2 separate regions of the Arabidopsis thaliana genome follow, and region 2 is linked to region 1. The links are chromatin contacts, called in public ChIA-PET maps. All regions are on one chromosome and are shown on one strand. The core of a region is the stretch at or near the end of the contact, and the rest is flanking DNA. Distances in the headings are between cores, read along the strand shown.

What was found. ChIA-PET counts read pairs in DNA pulled down with a chosen protein or histone mark.
Region 2: a contact with region 1 is called in an H3K4me3 ChIA-PET map of shoot, with 10 read pairs. The contact joins the promoter of AT3G07568 here to the promoter of AT3G07440 in region 1. A contact is called at or near these places in 3 of 26 Hi-C or Micro-C datasets (callus, leaf and root) and 1 of 2 datasets of contacts at active chromatin or transcription factors (shoot).

What each region holds. Positions count from the first base shown.
Region 1 is chr3:2,378,498-2,382,728 of TAIR10.1, forward strand. It overlaps AT3G07440, which reads left to right and starts at 2,691. Exons shown (of 6, transcript NM_111623.4): 1 at 2,691-3,222; 2 at 3,327-3,487; 3 at 3,573-3,603; 4 at 3,753-3,855. The coding sequence starts at 2,914. It overlaps YLMG1-1 (YGGT family protein), which reads left to right and starts at 631. Exons shown (of 1, transcript NM_111622.3): 1 at 631-1,932. The coding sequence starts at 754. The coding sequence ends at 1,452. It overlaps AT3G07425, which reads left to right. Exons shown (of 1, transcript NM_202518.2): 1 at 1-308. The coding sequence ends at 149.
Region 2 is chr3:2,415,138-2,419,682 of TAIR10.1, forward strand. AT3G07568 (fanconi anemia group D2 protein) reads right to left here and starts at 2,685. Exons shown (of 3, transcript NM_180204.2): 1 at 2,502-2,685; 2 at 2,332-2,412; 3 at 1,106-1,368. The coding sequence starts at 2,615. The coding sequence ends at 1,357. It overlaps AT3G07570 (Cytochrome b561/ferric reductase transmembrane with DOMON related domain-containing protein), which reads right to left. Exons shown (of 4, transcript NM_111636.3): 2 at 4,406-4,545; 3 at 3,398-3,690; 4 at 2,912-3,298. The coding sequence ends at 3,068. It overlaps AT3G02015 (a long non-coding RNA gene), which reads left to right and starts at 1,348. Exons shown (of 1, transcript NR_140879.1): 1 at 1,348-1,600. AT3G07565 (histone H2A deubiquitinase (DUF3755)) reads left to right here. Exons shown (of 7, transcript NM_111635.4): 4 at 1-44; 5 at 135-217; 6 at 416-477; 7 at 624-1,147. The coding sequence ends at 735.

The DNA of each region.
Region 1 (4,231 bases), core at 1,441-3,940:
AGAGATGGAGGATGAACATGGGAAAGCCGATGAAGATGATGAGAAGTATCATTTTGGGGATACTCTCAAATGGTGGAAATGTTAAGTTCTTAGATGCTTACCTTTGGTCTTTACCAATCTTACGTCCTCACTTGTTTCCACTGTGTTGATTTTTGTAATACCAATTTCTACTTGTGAGACTGTAATATTTATTTATCTTGTTCTTATTTTTTTTGTGTGAATCAAAATAATCGGCTTCATAATAAATCTTTATTCTTGCTAGCTTCTTCTTTAAGAGTCGAGGTTAATGAAAACAACTAGTTTTGAGTTTTTTTTTTTGTGTGTCATGGATTACTAATTTACTACCAACAACAAAGTAAATATTATGCTAGTGAAAGAAAAAGAAAAAAATGATGCATGAATTCTTAAATTTTGACAATATTAAACATGAAATTGACCAAATATTTCATTTTTCTCAAAAATAAGAATTTTAGTTTGTGTATATATAGAATTTAGTTAACAATTATGTATAACAACAAAAATGCTAAAAATCTATATAAAAGTTACTATTAGTTTAAAAAAAAAAATAGTATTAGTTATTTAAAAGTTATTACTTATTAGTGTTTATTTACAAATAGTATTAATGATTTAAAAGGATGAAAGATATAATTCTTATTAAAGGACGAAAATAATAATTTTGGACAGATTTGGGTTTTATATCTGAAAGACTCAAAAACCTATCGTCATTTATCTTCAACAGGCGGAATAACGGAGATGGCCGCCATTACAGCTCTCACTCTCCGCTCTCCTGTTTATCTCCCATCATCTGCCACAAGCCCTAGATTCCATGGCTTCACCAATCAACCACCACCAGCTCGTCTCTTCTTTCCTCTTAACCCCTTCCCTTCTCTATCAATCCAAAACCCTAAATCCATCCGAATTTCCGCATCCGCTTCGCCGATAACAACACCAATCCTCCAGACGGAGAAGTCAACAGCTCGGTCATCGACACTCACCGGGTCCACTCGGTCTCTCGCTACTCTCGCGGCTTTAGCAATCGCTGTAACCAGAGTCCTAGCTCAGAAACTCTCTCTCGCAATCCAGACTTCAAGTCCCGTAATCGCCGACGGGTTACGATTCTCTCTCAGTACCGCCGGACCTGTCTTCTTCGCGTCTCTCCGGGATCGTCCTCCGGGATACTTGAACACGCCGCTGACGGTTGTTGCGGTGGGGATAAAGAAGTGGCTAGACATTTACAGTGGGGTATTGATGGTTAGGGTTTTGCTGAGTTGGTTCCCTAATATCCCTTGGGAAAGACAGCCTTTGTCTGCCATTAGAGATCTCTGTGATCCTTACTTGAATCTCTTCAGAAACATCATTCCTCCTATCTTCGATACGCTTGATGTTAGTCCATTGCTTGCTTTCGCGGTTCTTGGTACACTTGGATCGATTGTTCATGGCAGCACTGGGTAGAAATTGGAAGACTTGAGCTAATGGTTTTGTTGAAACGTTCAATTGGGAAATTTCTGCAACTTGTTTCCCAAGATTAGGGAAAAATCAGAATTTGATGCTGTGTTGGATGCTCGATGAGAGTTGTGAGCTTTATCGTTTTTGTTGTTCTCTTTTTGACTTTGATTCTGAATAATGAGATTTTGGGTTGTTGTTTATCTCCTAATTACATGTTCAGACTACCGTTTATTGATGGATTATCTGCGTTCTCTCAACTGTTGACATTGATTAAGAACCAGAAAGTTAAGTATTGTAGAAGAATAGGCATGTTGTGTTATCTGCATTATTTTTAGATTTTCGATATCTAGTTTAATATGTAGTAGAATTTATCATTTGTATCTAATCCAGATGATGACATGTATGTGAATCTGGCATGAGATTTGAGGTGTTTGGAGATAAGTTCAGTATTTGCGTGTAACACCTTGTCCTAGGCCGAGAACATGGTGTTCTTTAATGTTACTTCTTCTTCTTCGTTGGTTAATAAAATGTTTAGTGTGGATAGAATTGGTATAGAGTTTTGAGTAGAGTTCAGAGTCTTATTGTTTAGGCAAAAGCAAGTTCAAGGTTTCATTGAAACTCCAAGGGAATAAGTAATCTTAAGTTCAAGGTTTCAATGACACTGTTTCTCGAGGAAAGAAAGAAAGAAATCAGACTCTTTGGAGTTTCAATAAAAGGTCAATGAAAGAAAGAAAGAAACTAGAAGTTTGAATTGGATCACACCATTTGCCAATTCAATTATAAAATTATGTACGATCTGACAAAATCAAACTCGTTGAACTCTAACATGACCAAAATCTCCCCAAATCCAAATACCGTAATCAGACATGGTCATCATACAATGCGAAAAAAATAGTACAACCGAGTTAGATTCAATTTCGGTTCATAACCGGTTTAGAAACCGTAATCGGACAATGGACATGGTCTCATCACAGTGCAGTTAATCTTTGAACTACAATCTTACAAAATCACACAAGTTCGTTAAGTTCTAACCAGACCCGGCCCAATTGGGTAGGGCAAGGTGCAAGTGTATAAGGCTCATTTCCTTTTTAAAAACAATTCATATAAGACCCAATATTTTTTAAAAATACAGTAAAGATCCAATTTTGTTTTTATTATGAATCTAGAGCCCAAAACAATTAAAACTGTAACATAATGAAAAGTCCAAAGCAAAAAAACACAAGTTTTTTCCCTAATACTTTTATATTTATTGGGCCGGGGCTGGCTCTATCATGACTAAACTCAACCTCAAATCCAGAAATCGTAACCAGACATGAAATCACAAGAGAATTAGGAAAACCGAGTAACGTTCAATTTCGGTTCATAACTGGTTTAGAAAGCAGCTCTGGTATAGGTCGTTTTAGCTTCCCGACTTCACTTCTAATCTCAGACTCTGCGACGCTCTTTACAAACCGCCGGAAAACCGCCATGAACTTTGTCGTCAGACGGGTAGGCTCCATTTTGCCGTCGATACGTCACGGCGGCGTTTCCCAGATTCGACTCGCGAGAACAGAGGCAGGTCAGCCGAGACGGCGAAACAAGTTGCCTTCTCTTCCGCTAAAGAAGAAGGAAGAGAAATCCGAGTGGTGGATAGTAGACGGAGAGATGCACGAGATCGGTGATCACGTCCCTCCTCGTGAGCGTTTCACAATCCCCAGGGACAACATTCCGAACAAACGCCGTAAGCAGCTCCGTGACCAGTTCATGCGCCGCACTCGCCTCGTCCTTAAAGAATCGGTCAGTTCCTTTCACAAAGTTTAAGTTTTTTCAATCTTCACTGTTTAATTGTTCTGTGTTGTAGTTCAATTGGAAAAAAATCTGTTAAACCATTGCAATGATAGGAACATGAGCCATGGTGCAAAAAGTATATGGAACTATATAACGAGCTTAGAGAAAACTGGGAGAGGCTTTATTGGGATGAAGGGTATTCAAAGAAACTCGCAAGTGATCATGCAAATTATGAATCCGCTGAAGAAGACGATGAAGATTTTAATCCATACAGGTTTAATCCCTGACTATATTCTTATAATGATATTTAGGTGTGGATGGGTGGTTTTGTGATTGGTTGATCTTCTTAATCATTGCAGGAACAGGCGGTCTTTCAGCGATCAAACAAAGGTAACAACTTTATTATGTTTTTTGTAGTGAGTAGATTTGAGATCTTGTTGTGGTTCACTTCTGTCTAATTTCATTGTTTTCCCTGATTTTGTTTTGTGTTATCTGTAAAACTTGAGTCTGATTTTTGTGAGAATCGGAAATGAAAGCAGGAGCAAGGGTTTAATAGAACTACACAAGGTGATAATTGGGAGAAAGTCAGTCAAATCAGGGATAAGTTTGAGTATGATAGAGAAAGGAGGATGAGAGATAAAGGTGAGTTTTCATCACCAACATAAGTGTAATGGTACTTTTATATACTCTTCAGCATTTTACTGCATGAACTGATGAACAGAATTAGTTTGAAAATTATTTGGTGTAATGGAAAGTTAAAGTTGCATCATCATCATGTGCTCTGTTTTGTTGAATAGGAACTCTTAACATATTATTACCTGAAATATATCAGAAAATTGGGGAAATGCTTTAAAACATGTCGTTTGCAAATTGAAGAGAGGTAAATAGATAAGATAGAGCGCAAGGGATGAATTTAGATGAATGTCGCTTATTGTCTACCATCTTGACCGTGTATATTTGACATGCTAATTGAGCCGAGCATCTTGCATGAATCTAGCTAGAGTCATGTGGTGGGTGA
Region 2 (4,545 bases), core at 1,435-3,934, 37 kb after region 1:
GCCTATGATGCCTATCGATACTGATGATGGTATTTCATATAAAGGTTTGTCTAAGATTCTAGGCTTTTTCCATTTAAAGGCTAAATCTTCTAGATTGGATTAGAAGGAGCATAAGTGTTTCGGCTTTATTGCAGCTATTGGTGGTGTGAGTGGAGATCTTCTCGAGCAAAATGCTCAAATGTTCAATCAACTTTCAACAAATTTCTCAGCTTTCCAGGTGAATTCAACTTCCACTTTTCATCTTGTAAGTTTTGTATAATTCGCTGAGTTTTTTGGACTTGATTTGATTCTCTGCCTTGTGCTGTTGGCTTTTGAGCAATCCAGTGGTTTTATGATTGATTTTGTACTATATCAGCTTAAGTTTACGTTAGTTCTATCCAATTGTGTACTTATGAAAGATTCTTTCCCATTGCAGCTACATGAGAATGTCAATATCTTGTGCAAAGCTCGAGACAATATCCTTGCAATCTTGAACGAGTAATACATTTTCCCATATATCTATAGATCATTTCGATGTCATTGACTCACTTTGGGAAATGCCATTCTTTTCCAACAAAGTTTTCGAGCTATTATAGTGTATCAACTCAAATCTTAACGTGCTTTGCTGATTGAATGGATTGCAGCTTGAATGACATGCCAGAAGTTATGAAGCAGATGCCACCTCTTCCGGTGAAGTTGAATGAGGAGCTGGCAAATTCGATCCTCCCTCGCCCATCCCATCAAAGGAAGTCATGATCGAGGCGATAGATGGTTGGTTCTGACCAAGGAGTCTCTTTAATCCGGGATCAATGAAGAAAGGAATAAATCGCGGGATAGAGAGAGAGCTCCACTCGTACTGGTTGATAGAATGAGGGGTTTCCCCTGACTCATAGAGTTATAGTCTCTTTTTACAATTTCCGTCAGTCTCTGAATGTTTTAGCAAATGGTTAATTGATACATGAGTAGGGTCGCGTATCGTTGTTTAGGATGTGAATAGATTTCAATTGGTATGGTATAAGTCTCTCTGTATAAAATTGGTATCAAGCTGAAAGGTTTGAGATTAGAAAGGGCCTATATCCTAATGATGCACACCCGTGATGCATTTCTCTCATACAACCCCTTTTTTAGAATGAAACGAAAGTACTGAACCATTTCTTGTAATAATAAAGCCGACTGTTTTGTAACACAAATGTAAGTCTTGCTCGTAGCTTACAGAAGAAATCTCGAGTCAAAAGGTAAGTCAGTTTACAAAAACGAAAAGTTTTCTATTCAGAAGATTATTCCAAGCATCTTAGAAGTTCCAAGAGAAGATCGTAACTCTCTCACACATCAGCCAAGTCTTTGATTAATTTGCGCTGGTACCACTTGCAGGAGTCTTCAACTCTCAACCTACAAGAAGAAGCAATGGTGAGCAAGAAGTTGACCTAGTAAGAAAAAGGATACATAGTGTGAGAGTATGAAACTATTGTGAGATGCTTTCTTTTATGAAATCCTTTCATCCTACAACAGAGTGGAATTAATATATGATTGAACAAGTTGATCAAAATGTGAATGAATCGTTTCTAGGTACACAACACTATGAGCTACCACTAGTAATGTAACTTAAGAAGGTGTGAAACTGCTTTTGTTATTGAAATTCACCAAACTAGAGAGACTCTAAAGTCTCAAGCAATTTGTCCAACCAAACTCTAGAAAACTCAAGTTAATGGGCAACATTTTGTGGCTTATATAGGCAGTGGTGAAATCTCAATGTCTGAAACTAATTGTTCTTTCATGAGAAGCAGTACCAGCAAACTATAACACCTCTAGAAATTCTTGAATTCTCCGTAGACTAAACAATTGTGAAGAAATCAATGAACAATGAGAAGTAACCCACCAAACATAAGAGCTTGCTATGACATTCAGATCACGTGGATAGCTTGATTGATCAACCAGAGTTATGAGATCATCTCACTAACAAACAATCGTTTCAAGATGCATAACACTATGAGCTACTACTACCAATGTAACTTCATGTAAGCAGAAGGTGTGAAACTGCTTTTGTTATTGAAATTCTCAAGCAATTTGTCCAACCAAACTTTAGAAAACTTGTTAAGTAAATTGGCAACATTCTGTGGCTTATACAGGCAGTGGTGAAATTACTACGCTTGCTTGACCTCTCTAGAAATTCTTGAATTCTAAGTTGATTAAATATCAATGAACAATATCAATGTAACCAACCAAACAAAAAAGCTTTCTGTAAAACTCAGATCATATGAATAGCTTAATTTATCTAAAAGAGTAACGAGATTATCTCACTAGCAATCAAATCATAGTTACGAATGGAGGGAGAGAGGTAGAGAAAGAGCTGACCTGAGCTGGATTCGGGTTCTCATAACCACCAGACTCCAAACCTGATACTCTACCTTCCAGAGCACTGAATTTCTCCTTCATCTGCAGCATTGGAATTTTGTTAACGATTTGCAGGATATTCGAATGAAAACTTTCCCAAATGATGAATTTCTAAAACATTGAAAATTTACATCAGAAGAAATAGCGAAACGTTCGGCATAGAGATCACGCCACACGATATGAGCAATGGAACCTCCGGTCACGGAAAAACCAAGCGTAAACCAGAGAAGGCGAGTTCTCAACATCTCTTTCTTCTTCTTCTTCCAATTTCTGCAATGTCTCTGAATCTCTCTGACGCATTACCGAGTCGTCAACCATTTTTTCTTTTTGATATGGGCCTTTATATTGGCCCATTAGTTTGCTAAAACAAACTAAAGCATTTAAGTTTTTTAATTGAGATGGGCCTTTCTTATATAGAAGTCCAAGCATTTAACTAGTAAAAATGTCTATCGTGGCCCAAAAGACCGTGAAGGTCCGTAGTTGATAGGATATGAAGCAGATTATAATTTTGTAAATAGTGAAAAAAAAAAAAAAACATTATACACAAATTAATTCTTGTATCAACAAATAGACCTTCAAAAAAAAAAAAAAACATATCATTCAAATGATTAGTCAATAACATGTTCAATACATCACACTGTCCTAACCAAGATAAATATGGTTGCAAGACAATAAAGAGAGATCATTTAAATAAAAGTTACTTTTTCAAGAACTTTCTAACTTCTAATCCAATAGCCGTCAAGGCCAAGACCGCGACCGCAAAACCGTAACCACCATTCCAACTAGTTCCAGCTTTAGCCAAATGAATACCGTAGAAGATGTTAGAAATAGCCAGTATGATCAGAAGTCTTCCTATGTTATGATGATACCAATTCCAATATTTTCTGTATTTCGATTGCTTATCCGGCCGAGCTAGCAATGCCAGCATCTGAAATATCAATAAACAAAACCATGTAAACATATAATCGTCTTGGGTGTTCTTCGCAGTATATACTTCAAATTTTTGAGTGTTATTAGGAAGACGAACCTGAAGAACGCCCATGACAAGTATGGTTATCCCGAGGCCTTTGTGCTTGGAAACATTATTGGCCTTGAGCCGGTTTTCAAGAACCAAACCGCAAATGACACCAGTTAAACCGAGGAGAAAACCAGTGGTTTGGAGAGCGATATGGGCATAGAACCAAGTGGGGTCCCATTGCTTCATATGTCGAGCCACTATGGCGCCAACGATAATCAATATTCCCCAGCCGAACATGTTCATTAGCCCATGTGTCTTCTTTAGCTTAGAGTGTGGTGAAACTTTAACCACACTTTGCGAACCTTTTACATTCATCAATGGAAAACCAAAACATAAATTAGTCCAAGCAACTACGAAACAAGAAGAATTTCTAGATTCTAATACAAACTCATGTTCTTTTATTAAGTTTTGTACCCTCCATATCTTGAAAATTTTTAACACTAAGTTTTACTCATGAAAAAGTTAATCTGTTTTTTCACTGCATCTCACAATCATCAAATCAAACAAACCAAAATAGACAATGATGAGATATTAAAAACAAAAGACCTGTACATCATTTTGTTTTGTCTTTATTACCCGAAATATTGTTGAATTGCCATTTGGTACAAAAATCAACTAAAACTTAATTACTACTCCAAGCTACAGCATCTAGACTTCTAGAGAGTCCCATAATCTCATAATGTGGCTAAATAAATTCAATCGTGTTTTTTGACCAAAAAAAATACAATAAGAAAATTGGAAATTAGTGTTTTGGAAACTATATGAGTAGTAGTAGCAGTAGTTGGGCAGGGTCGGTATAATGTGAAAATGACTCCAACAAAGAATAATGGTACAATCTTGAACCAGTTCCTAATCGTCATCATCGCATGTGTTTAATTTGTTTTGAATTAACTTAGAAAAATATTATGTTGTTGGAAGGCTTACCAAACTAGTGGAGATATAAAATGATTAAGCAGTCAAATAATGGATTAATTCAAGATTGACTTTAAATAATTAGTCAAGCTGGGTTTTGCTTACCTGTATTATAATTGATGGTCGTGGTGGTCACGAAGCGGTGCTCTCTCAACCTAAAATCCGGCGAAGATGGGAAGAATCCGGCAGGTCCCACAGCGTAAAGAAGACTCTGCCGCGGCAGCGTCGCCGTCAATTGAAATCTC